2 separate regions of the Xenopus laevis genome follow, and region 2 is linked to region 1. A link is a contact called in public Hi-C data. All regions are on one chromosome and are shown on one strand. Each heading gives the region's core, a stretch centred on a gene start, on an enhancer-like site or on the middle of the called end of the contact. The rest is flanking DNA. Distances are from core to core; before and after follow the strand shown. Region 1 holds the start of fbf1.L (fas-binding factor 1). Region 2 overlaps srp68.L (signal recognition particle 68kDa L homeolog).

Region 1 (5,913 bases), core at 645-3,144:
TGTAAAGATTATAATAAAGCCCTGAAATTTCTTGCCCTGCCTTCTGTCTCTTTATTACTGTTACACAATGTGCACGGCCGTATTGAGAGGTTTGGTAAATGAGGTTCTGCCACTGATGTAGACTGCTGAACAGCACACAACAGATTCACATATATAAAATATTATATCAGCTACTCTATGAAATTATAGGCCAGCCAGGGCCTCTTTTAGAAACCAGGATCTGTTCTAACAGTATAACTAAAGGGGGGTGGGGGCAGTGACTGATAAGCAGTTTTAATATATGTTTATGAAAAATATCTGAAAAATGTGTGTGTGGGGGGGGGCAATATCTTAGTTACCCACTGATCTGTGCATTTACTTTTATGGACATCTACAAGTCTACCCAAAATGTGAGCTGAACTGCCCACCCATGGCAGTGACTGATAAGCAGTTTCAATATATATTTATGAAAAATACCTTTATTAACAAAAAGGGGGGGGGTGATATCATATAGTTACCCACTGATCTGTGCATTTACTTTTATGGACATCTACAAGTCTACTCAAAATGTTAACTGAACTGCCCATCCATGGTCATGTTGGATTCCATAAGGATAACAGACACACATTCTATTTGCACTTATACTGCCCAGAAGCCACCCAAGCCATTCTCAAAGCCATCCCTTTTGCCCTTTCCATCCTAGACTTCCATTCTACCTCTACTGAGGAACCAGGCTTTTTGGGAGCCAGAAAACCATCCAATACACCAGCGGTCCCCAACCTTTTTTTACCCGAGTCACATTCAAATATAAAGAGAGTTGGGGAGAAACACAAGCTTGAAAAAAGCCCTTGGGGGTGCGAAATAAGGGCTGTGATTGGCTATTTGGTAGCTCGATGTGGACTGACAGCCTAGAGGAGTCTCTGTTTGGCAGTACACCTGCTTTTTATACAGCCAAAACTTGCCTCCAAGACAGAAATTTAAAAATAAGCACCTGCTTTGAGGCCACTGGGAGCAACATCAAAGGGATTGGTGCTCACAAGCCACTGGTTGGGGATCACTGCTATACACTATAGACCAGTGGTGTCCAACCTTTTGGCTTCCCTGGGTCACATTGGAAGAAGAAATATGTTCTAGGGTCACACTCGAAATACACACAAACACTAACGCTATTTTTTTATTTATTTTATTGTAAAAGAAAAGAGGGTATCATAAACCTTTGTAAGTAACTAAACGCTCACTTGTTAACTGCTTTACCTGTTCTAGGAAGCCGCACACCCCATGTAAAATTTAAAGCACACAATAAGCAACCGCGTACTCTGCGCTCTCTGTGCGTGACATTGCAACATGATGTTTCCTGGATTGGCAGAAGTTCAAGCGGCTCCTGGATTGCCGAAAATTCAAGCAGCTCCTGACTGGATTGGCGGAAGTTCAAGCGGCTCCTGGATTGGCGGAATTTCCAGCGGCTCCTGGATTGGCGGAAGTTCAAGCGGCTCCTGGATTGCCGGAAGTTCAAGCGGCTCCTGGATTGCCGGAAGTTCAAGCGGCTCCTGGATTGCCGGAAGTTCAAGCGGCTCCTGGATTGCCAGAAGTTTAAGATGGGCCGCACTCATATCCATCCTGGGCTGCAGGTTGGACACCCCTGCTATAGACATAGGGGCAGCATCACACTGCTTCTGTAATAAGTCAAACTTCCTGAGGGAGATGGAGACTAGACCAGGGGAAAGCAGCTCTTTTAACAGCCTCCTCTGCAAACTTACTTCCTAGAGGAAATATCCATAACTCTAATAGGCGCTGCATATATCCCTAGCATATCAGGCGATGCCGCTGAAGAATGCTTACCTGCCTTTGTAAGTAACTAAACGCTCACTTGTTAACTGCTTTACCTGCTCTAGAAAGCCACACACTGCACACCCCATGTAAAATTTAAAGCACACATGCACACAATAAGCAACCGCGTACTCTGCGCCCTCTATGCCTGACATTGCAACATGATGTTTCCTGGATTGGCAGAAGTTCAAATGGCTCCTGGATTGCCGGAAGTACAAGCGGCTCCTGGATTGATGAAAGTTCAAGCAGCTCCTGACTGGATTGGCGGAAGTTCAAGCGGCTCCTGGATTGGTGGAAATTCAAGCGGCTCCTGGATTGCCGGAAGTTCAATCAGCTCCTGGACTGCAGGAAGTTCAAGCAGCTCCTGGATTGGTGGAAGTTCAATCGGCTCCTGGATTGCCAGAAATTTAAGATGGGCCGCATTCATATCCATCCTGGGCCACAGGTTGTACACCCCTGCTATAGACATAGGGGCAGCATCACACTGCTTCTGTAATAAGTCAAACTTCTTGAGGGAGATGGAGACTAGACCAGGGGAAAGCAGCTCTTTTAACAGCCTCCTCTGCAAACTCACTTTACTAGAGGAAATATCTATAACTCTAATAGGGAAAAAAAGTGCTAGCAGTGGCACCACCATGTGAAGTCAGCCGGTATTATTACTCCCAGCTGCATAACCCAGTTCCCCATAATTCAATACCTGATTAGTATGCAGCTCTGGATGTCACAATAAATACATCTCCTTGCACGTTATACCCTACCTAAATACAAATACCTCAGTCACTTGAGCTCCTGGCCGTTCCAGCTTTACAACTACAGCTCTCACAATGCACCACTGCTGCAATCATTTTAGAAGCGCAGCGTGTGTATTGCCAGGGAGATCGCCAAAATCACTCGTCTAGAACAACGTCTTTACGTCCACGCTCGGCTTTTCGAACGCATCCGTAGAACTACAATGCCCAGCATGCGTCGCGCCCCCCGGAAGTAGTGGTTGTGAGGGAAGCCGATTGGGTAGCTAGGAGTGAGCGGAGAGCTGTTGTTGAGTGTCTCTCATGCGTCCCCAGTGTAAGTGATCTTTTAGTGGGTGGTCCGTACATCGGGGAGACACGGGGCCAGAGTATGATGCGTAAAATGGTACTGTGAATGCTGTGCCAGAGACTGTGTGCAACTCACCATCTGATCTTCCTTCTGTGTGATCTTCTAGCCTGTAGCCCTTTCCTTCTTTACTGCACTAATCTCCTTCTCAGCTGCCATCTGTCCTTTCCCATCTCTCTCTGTAACCTGTTTCTGTTTTGTCATTCACTGACCCCCTGATGTACTTTCTGTGTTATTCCCCCAAACACAGGGGAGTGTGTTTTAGTGTAAACTCCTGATTCCTGTGTCACTTCTTTATATCAGTCCTAGGGTCTGTGTATGAAGGACTCCCTGAGCAGAGATAACCTTTTACACCCAGAATGGTAAGTATATAACACTGCCTTGATTTACAGTTCCATTAATGAAATGGCAAGGGCTGTCTTTAAAGGGGATGTAAAGGCAAAAAAAAAAATCAAATTTTTACTTTCTTTAATGAAAAAGAAATCTATCTCCAATATACTTTAATTTAAAAATGTGTACAGCTTTTAGAAGAAACCTGATTGTATGTAGTGAAATTCCCCCTTCGTTTTACTTGCTCTGACAGCTGCAGATAAGAAACGTCAGACTCCTACTTTCAAAGCACCATCTTACTTCCCAGAACTCAAGCAGCTTTGTTTGTTTCCCTGTAAAGCAGCCGGCGACTGTGTAGAGATTCCTATCCACAGACCCAGTGCAGTCTGCATATTCTGATTATTAATCAGTCTAGCTGTATCGGCTTCTATGGCAGATATAATTTGACTTGTGCTGTTTTGATAATTTATGACGACCCCTAAGCTTAACCTCCCAACTGAAGAGCAGACCACACTGTGCATGTGCATAGATGCATAACAAAGTTACAAGATGACAGCCCCCTGCGGCCAACTTTGAAAGCTTAAATCATTTGTTTAATTGGGCTTCTGGTGCAGTAAGTGTTTTAGTATACAAATACAGCATTTCTAGCGTTATTCTATTTTAGACTTTAGTTCCCCTTTAATTCTAGTAGCCCTGGTTTGTGCCCTAGAGTTCTGCACCTAACCTCACCTGTGGCCATTGAAATCATGTGTAATAATTTGCTTCTTTTTAATTTGTATTTTAGGCAGCAAGAAAAAAGAAAGGAATTTTAGGTAAAAGTCTACGCTCAACACATATAGATTTTTCTTTCCTATATTTAATTCATTATTTCATATTCATTTGGCCTGTCTCTTTCGTTATTTATCTATTTGCCCTGCTCTTCAACTTTCCCTCAATCAGCTCACCTTCCAACAGCTGGCCCATGAATGAAACACTAAATTATAAAACTCAATTCCATGTCACAGGTAGATAGTGGTTAAATCGAAATACCTAGTGGCAATATAAATACGTTGCTCCTTGTGTATTACAGTCTTACCAATGCCAGTAATCCATTATAATCTTTATGATTACATCTCTGCTGCTTGTACTTTTAGTCCCAATATAGGTAATGATGCTAAGATCCTATACTTAATCTGATTTATGTATCTCTGCTTATCTCCAGATTCTATAGATGATGACCTTGGAGACCTTCTTAAAGATGATGGTAAGGAAGGAGTTTATATAAATCTTTGAAAAATATATTTAGGTGTGATTAGTCTAAAAAGTTCTCTCCTCAGTCAAGTTAACCTATGAGATCAGAAGGTGCCTAGTAAAATTTGGTTGAAAGTGAATCCAGGGAGTTTTGAATGCTGATTTTAGCTACAAAACTACCTTAGTTGTTGCCTATTGGGTTTAGAACAATTAGAACATTTTTAACCCACAGCCAAACCTAACCTACAGCTTTCCAACCCATACCTAACCTGGCACAAAGTCCTCTATCTCTAATTATCTACCTAGTCTCTAATCAATGGGCTTGTGTAAAGCAGGTGTATATTGCATCTTTAATTCTAGGTTGTACTAAAATTTAAATCTGATACAATTGCAGAACCAACTCCGATCAGAGCACGCAAGCCGTCTCCTATGAATTCTGCTTTTCCAAACAAACCCCATTCCCGCATTACATCCAGCACTCACAAAAGGTAAATTAATTTTATATCTTCAATTTTAAATTGGCAAGCTATTGTTGTATGTTACAGCATTGGCTTACCAATGAAAACAGGTTGCATCTACTTAAAAGGGGGGTTCACCTTAAAACTTAACTATGTTATTATAGAATGGCCAATTAGTCTTAATTATTTATTTCGTATAGTTTTTTAATTATTTGCCTTATTCTCAACAGCTTTCAAATGGGGGTCACATCTAAAAAAAACAAATGCTCTCTAAGGCTACAAATGTATTGTTATTGCTACTTTGTATTACTGATATTTGTATTCAGGCCCTCTCCTATTCATATTCCAGTCTTTTATTCAAATCAATGCACGATTGCTAGGGTAGTTTAGACCCTAGCAACCTGATTGCTGAAATTGCAAACTGGATAGCTGCTGAATAAAAAGCTAAATAACTCAAAAACCACAAACAATATAAAATGAAAACCAACTGCAAATTGTCTCAGAATATCATTCTCTACATCATGCCCAAAAGGTAGATCGGGATCTACCAGTAGATGGTAATCCGTAGATCTCAAGACACTGTCAACAAACAGCTTGTCTAAATCACCCTCCTGTTTCATGCTTTTTATTCAGATTTTTAGTATGTTCAGGTTATCTAAGAAATATGGGTTTGTTAAATATATAGTGAATAAAGTACCCCCTTTTGTAAAATATAGGGATATTATAAGTTACCGAGGAGTTTCATGACCATATAAAAACACGAGGCCAAAGGCCGAGTGTTTTTATACAGGTCATGGAACTCCGAGGTAACTTCTAATATCCTCATATTTTACAACTGGGGGTACTTTATTTATTATAATACACAAATTTCAATGAGTCATGTGACAGAAATGACATCAGAACTCACCGTTTATAACTGATGACATCAGAACTCACCGTTTATAAGGATATAATTTACAGGATATTCATGGCTTTTGTGTATTATAACAATATAAAG
Region 2 (6,324 bases), core at 2,201-4,700, 73 kb before region 1:
ATAGCAGCAATGATCCTGGATTTCAAACTTGTCACAGAGGTCACCATCTTGGAAAGTGTCTGTGACACTCACATGCTCAGTGGGCTCTGAGCAGCTGTTGAGAAGCTAAGCTTAGGGGTCGTTGCAAATTATCCAGCAGAAAATGAGGTTGGTCTGTAATATAAACTGATGCTACAGGGCTGATTGAGGTTGGTCTGTAATATAAACTGATGCTACAGGGCTGATTATTAAATTCTGATGCTAATTGCACTGGTCTCTGTGCTGCCATCTAGTAATTATCTGTATTAATTACTAATCAGCCTTATATTGTGACATTTCTATTCTATGTGTACTGTATATTGTGAGTGGGTCTCTAAGCTCAGTAAGTGACAGCAGCACAGAGCATGTGCAGTGAATCAGCAGAAAAGAAGATGGGGAGCTACTGGGGCATCTTTGGAGACAAACAACTTTACTGCTAAAGGGCTGTGGTTGCCTTGGGCTGGTACAGAAGCACAAAACATAATGTACAACATTCTCACTTACTTCTTCAGTTAGGCTTTAGTTCTCCTTTAAAAACACCCTGGCCTGCCACCTGCCTGAGACCCCATGTCTCCTGAATTGTGGGACTAAACTCACCCTATTCACTTGTTCATTATCCTTATTATAATGAATGCAGTTCGATTTTATGCACAGCAATGTATCCGATGGCTCTGATTTAAATCCTCTGCATCTTCTGCTCCATTACAGCCGCTGTCAGATCGATTCGATGTCTTTTCACTTGACCCATCCATAGTAGGAAAACACGCCAGCTTGGTTCAGTTCCCGCCGAACTTCCATCCGATTCCCTGCAAGCCTCTTTTCTTCGACCTGGCTCTGAACCACGTGACTTTGCCCTCTCTGGAGGATAAGCTGGAGCAGAAGGCTAAGAGCGGTCTGACCGGATACTTTAAAGGTTTTTTCGGATTTCGCAGTTAATGGAAAGAAAGGCCACAGATACGAGAACATCATTTGTTTTTACGACTTGGATCCACAGATAAATGCTGGTGCAAAGCTTCACTAATGATTTCTATTTAATTTATAATGTTATCGGGCAAAGGTATTCGCTTCCTGCTTTGGCCAACAACAAATTTACTTTCATCCCAGTACCCCTGGATTTATTGGACAGAAATACACACTCCTGGCACTGCCAGTAATATGCTGCATTTTATGTAATACCCTGAACAAATATTAATTCAGATGAGGTTTTTTTTTTTTTGTCCAATGAAGGTACTGATTGTCACATAAAATCCTATTTAATTTTTTAACGCTATCAGAATATGAACATCTTCCCCCTCCCCATCTTAAGTGACCAATACTACGGTATAGTGTGGCCTTACTCCAGTCGGTAGGTTTGTAGCCCCGGGAGCAAGATGGAGGCAGGCATTAAAGTGGTACTGACACGTAACTCTATTACGGTTTAAAAATGAACTCTAGTTTGTGTTTCTAGTTTTGACGGAAAAACAAAAACTTTTAGTTTTAAAGTGAAATAAACGTTTTTTTTGCTGCAGGCTCATGGGGTATTGCCTTTCTAGGGCATGATCATTTGTACTGGACAACGGGCTGTGGATTATATCATTGGCTCCCTGTCTGATTTGGTCCTTCCCCCTTATGGCGGCCAGTTTGGGTAAAGATCCTCTTATTTGGCAATTGCACCATGAGCAGTTTTTTTTTTTTTAATTTTTAACTTGCCCAATCACATTATATGCTGGAGGATCGACACTTTTGGCACAAGAAGAGTTCAAGAAGAAATCTTATGCCAACAGCAATGATTGTCCCATCCAGCAGATGAAATACCCACGTGATTGTTCCTGAAGTCTCCATCATGTTCTGTCCGTATCAGTTTAATAAAACCTTATAATTAGTGTTATGTCACTTAGTGTCGCTGGCCACTGTGCTGTGGATCAAGTTTTGTGGGAATTTTTGATTTGGTTTGAAATGGGGTCAATAAACTGCTTCCATGTGAATAAAAAAATTCTGTGTTATTGACTGCCTCACTGAACACCCCCCAGTGTGATGGGCTCAGGATACTCTCCCCTATTTACACCCTCTAAAGATTGCTTTGCATATAAAACCCTGCACATCTCGCTTAAAGGGGTTGTTCAGCTTTAAATTAACTTGTGGTATGATGTAGGGAGTGATATTCTGAGACAATTTGAGATTGTTTTTTATTACTTGTAGATTTTGAGTTATTTAGCTTTTTATTCAGCAATCTGGTTGCTAGGGTTCAGACTACCCCAGCAACCATGCACTGATTTGAATGAGAGACTGGAATAAGAATAGGAGAGGCCTGTACAGAAAGATCAGTATAAAAAGTAGCAATAACAATACATTTGTAGCATTACAGGGCATTGTTTTTTTTGGATGGGGTCAGTGACCCCCATTTGAAAGCTGGAAAGAGTCAGAAGAAGGCGAGTAATTAAACTATACAAAATAAATAACAAAGACCAATTGAAAAGTTGCTTAGAATTAGCCATTCTATAGCATACTAAAAGGAAAACTATACCCCCAAAATGAACACTTAAGCTTATATCAAATTAAGTGGCATATTAAAGAATCTTACCAAACTGAAATATATATTTAAGTAAATATTGCCTTTTACATCTCTTGCCTTGAGCCACCATTCCGTGATGGTCTGTGTGCTGCCTCAGAGATCACCTGACCAGAAATATTACAACACTAACTGTAACAGGAAGTAGTGTGGAAGCAAAAGACACAACTCTGTCTGTTAATTGGCTCATGTGACCTAAGATGTATGGTTTGTTGGTATGTTTGTGAGTACAGTGAATCCTACGATCCCAGGGGGCGGCCCTTATTTTTTAAAATGGCAATTTTCTATTTACAATTACCCAATGGCACATACTACTAGAAAAGTATATTATTATGAAAATGGTTTATTTACATGAAGCAGGATTTTACATATGAGCTGTTTTATGCAATATCTTTTTATAGAGACCTACATTGTTTGGGGGTATAGTTTTCCTTTAACTTAAATGTGAACCACCTTTAAAGGAGAAAGGTGCCAAAAGTTAAGCACCTCCAAGCTGGTGCTCCTATCAGCAAAAACCTGCACTTCCAGTGAGCAGCATGGAGCGATTTTAACAAAAGAAAATCTGGTCTTTTCACTCTATTGCATATGCATCTGCCCCAGGAAATTTGAAGAAAGGAGAGGATTACTCCATGGTGGAGCCCTGGGCGAGTGCAATATTCTGCTGGTAGGAGCATCAGCCCAGGGTATTGGGTATGTAAATGTAATAACTTGGGGTTATTGCCCAAGTTAAAAAGCCTTTCCTTCTCCTTTAAGATTAGTATACTGCATATAATGCCTGGGTTCCCTCTCCCAGGTCCTTGTGTTCAAGGCTCAAAGTATTAATCAAACAGGTGGAAAAAGAGACTAATCTCCATGTGGATTAGTAGCTGTTATTAGTATCTGGCTAAAAGCAGGTATCATTGCTTCCTCTACAGACAGTGGGTGGGTACAAGCTCATATACAATGAAACCTATTCTTGCTACAGATATTGTTTTGTTTTAGTTAGGGAAAACCTGGGGAACTGCACACAGGCAGATTCGGGGAGATTTAGTCGCCAGGCGACAATCTCCCCGAACTGCTTTCCGCCTGCTATAATGAGAAAACGCCAGTGCAATGGCACTCGCGGTGCTTCGATTTCCGAAGTTGCATCACAAGGAAACTTCAGGCGACTCTGGAAATCGAAGTGCCGCGAGTGTATTGCCGCAGGCGGTTTTTCATTTTAGCAGGCGGAAGGCAGTTCAGGAGATTGTCGCCCTGAAGAAGAGGCGATTAGTTGCCAGGTGACTAAATCTGCCCGTGTGCCCCTGCCCTAACAGTTTTTTTTAAGTTTTAATATTGATGGTTTATTTTTTTTATAGTGTTCTTATCATTATCATGGCCATCAAGGTAATTTAGCCCATACAAGGGCTGAAGCAGCAGCAGTGGGGCCAAAACAATAACCTCTCTGACTGATACATGTATCAGACCTGTTATCCAGACTGCTCGGCACCTGGGGTTTCCAGATGACAGATCTTTCCAGAATTTGGATCTTCCTTAAATCTGCTAGAAAATCATGTAAACATTAAATAAACCCAATAGGGTGATTTTGCTTCCAATAAGGATGAATTATATCTAAGTTGGGATCAACTGTTTTATTACTACAGAAAAAAAGGAAATCATTTTAAAAATGTTGGATAAAATCGAGTCTATGGGAGAGAGGCATTCTGTAATTTGGAGCTTTCTGGATAACGGGTTTCCTGATAACTGATCCCATACCTGTACCTAATTGGGGTTCACTCAGTTTTTTTAGAAAATGCCATGAACTGTACATTATTATCTTTCTAATCATGATGGCGGGGGGATTGCAATGGTTGCAGGTGGCATATTAACATGACTGGTAGGGCCTGTGAAAGAAAAGTTATGACACTTTGGCTCACCACAAATCAGTCCATGATAAATGAGACAATCTTGCCAAGTGCTCAATGAACTACACTCTGGTGATATCACCATGAACTTAGCAGCCAGTACCCTTAAAGGAAAAGGAAAGTTAAACTAAAGAAGTAGCTAGAAATGTTGTACGTTATGTTTTGGGCTTCTGTACCAGCCCAAGGCAACCACAGTCCTTTAGCAGTAAAGATCTGTCTCCAAAGATGCCCCAGTAGCTCGTCATCTTCTTTTCTGCTGATTCACTGCACATGCTCTGTGCTGCTGTCACTTACACTTACTTAGGGACCCACTCACAATATACAGTACACATAGAATAGAAATGTCACAATATAAGGCTGATTAGTAATTAATACAGATAATTACTACATGGCAGCACAGAAACCAGTGCAACTAGCATCAGAATTTAATAATCAGCTTATATTACAGGCCAACCTCATTTTCTGCTGGATAATTAGTGACGACCCCTAAGCTTAGCTTCTTAACAGCTGCTCAGAGCCCACTGAGTGTCTGGTGCAATAAGTTCAGTATATAAAACATGGTGTTTTTAGTCCCTATCTTAGGGTTTCCTTCTCCTTTAAACTAATAAAAGAAAGTTTGCCAAGATCTTTCTCAGCCAGCAAAGTATGAAAATGTAGAAGCAAAATAGGGCAAATACTATGAATACCTCAACTGACACGGTTTAGTAAAGCTTGCATGTGTTCCAGGGTAAATAAGATGAAATACTCAGCGTCCCAGTATAAGCTGTAAACCCACTGATTTATGGTAATTATAGTGTTATTAGTGCGCACGACTGTATAAACAGACTGTAATAATAGAATAAAACAACGATTCCAAAAATAGTGCAGGAATGTGATCAAGGTGGATGCAGTAAGCTGAAACTATCAGTCACGCCTGAAGAGCACCCACTTATGGGGAAACGCCCAAATCTGCCTGAGTGAGCTTAATGTTCTTCCCAATCGTTTGCCCATGGCTGATACTCAAAACAAATGAGTTGCTTCTAGATCCAGGCCCAGTAAAAGGCTGACTGAAGTTAGTCACTTTTCCACTGTGGTGTAAGCAGAGTGTAACCATTTAATTCACTCCATAAGGTCTCTTACAGATGAGCGTTTTTATGCGTTCAGCCGCAGGGGAGCAGACGCATTCAGTTTTTTTCAATGGGGCTGTACTCACACAGGCGAACGCAGGTTAAAACGCAACATGCTGCATTTTTCCTGCGTTCGGCGCCTACATGCGCCTGTGTGAGTACAGCCCCATTGCAAAAAACTGAATGCGTCTACTCCAGCGCTCCCCTGCGGCTGAACGCATAAAAACGGAACGCAGGGGAGCACCGCTTCAAACACTCATCTGTAAGAGCCCTAAGAGCGTAGCAATCGAGCCACCAATGATTAGATGTATTGGTCTTAAAGGACAAGTAACGGCAAAGAAAAATCATCAAAGCAGAAGGTCTGGTATTTACTGTGTTTCCTACTGCTTCTGGCTTCTTCTGGGCAATGGCACACAAGTATTTCAGGGACTACAGAAATCTGAATTCCTTATATCCCATTACTTTTAAAGGAATTGTTCAGTATAAAAATAAAAGTAAATAGATAGGCTGTGAAAAGTAAAAAATGTTTCTAATATAGTTAAAATGTAATGTATAAAGACTGGAGTGACTGGATGTGTAACATAATAGCCAGAACACTACTTCCTGCTTTGCAGCTCTCTTGGTTTCCACTGATTGGTTACCAGGCAGTAACCAATCAGTGACTTGAGGGGGGGGGGCACATGTGTCAAAACTGTTGCTTTTGAATCTGAGCTGAATGCTGAGGATCAATTGCAAACTCACTGAACAGTTAGGTACCATGTGCCCCTCC

The links. Hi-C and Micro-C count contacts between places; a contact is called where the count stands out from the background.
Region 2: a contact with region 1 is called in a Hi-C map of the XTC cell line, with 1.7 times the contacts expected there. The contact joins the enhancer-like site here to the promoter of fbf1.L in region 1. A contact is called at or near these places in 2 of 4 Hi-C or Micro-C datasets (the XL177 cell line and the XTC cell line).

What each region holds. Positions count from the first base shown.
Region 1 is chr9_10L:47,458,578-47,464,490 of Xenopus_laevis_v10.1, reverse strand. It overlaps fbf1.L (fas-binding factor 1), which reads left to right and starts at 1,894. Exons shown (of 30, transcript XM_041575939.1): 1 at 1,894-2,868; 2 at 3,202-3,260; 3 at 4,430-4,471; 4 at 4,853-4,946. The coding sequence starts at 4,888. It overlaps acox1.L (acyl-CoA oxidase 1, palmitoyl L homeolog), which reads left to right. Exons shown (of 14, transcript NM_001096680.1): 14 at 1-31.
Region 2 is chr9_10L:47,532,792-47,539,115 of Xenopus_laevis_v10.1, reverse strand. It overlaps srp68.L (signal recognition particle 68kDa L homeolog), which reads left to right. Exons shown (of 16, transcript NM_001099904.1): 16 at 727-1,984. The coding sequence ends at 954. Among protein-coding and RNA genes, the nearest start is that of srp68.L, 19 kb to the left of the region's middle. Within about 2 kb of position 3,450, at least 1 of the 7 cell types and tissues checked has an H3K27ac peak or open chromatin away from gene starts, as enhancers often do.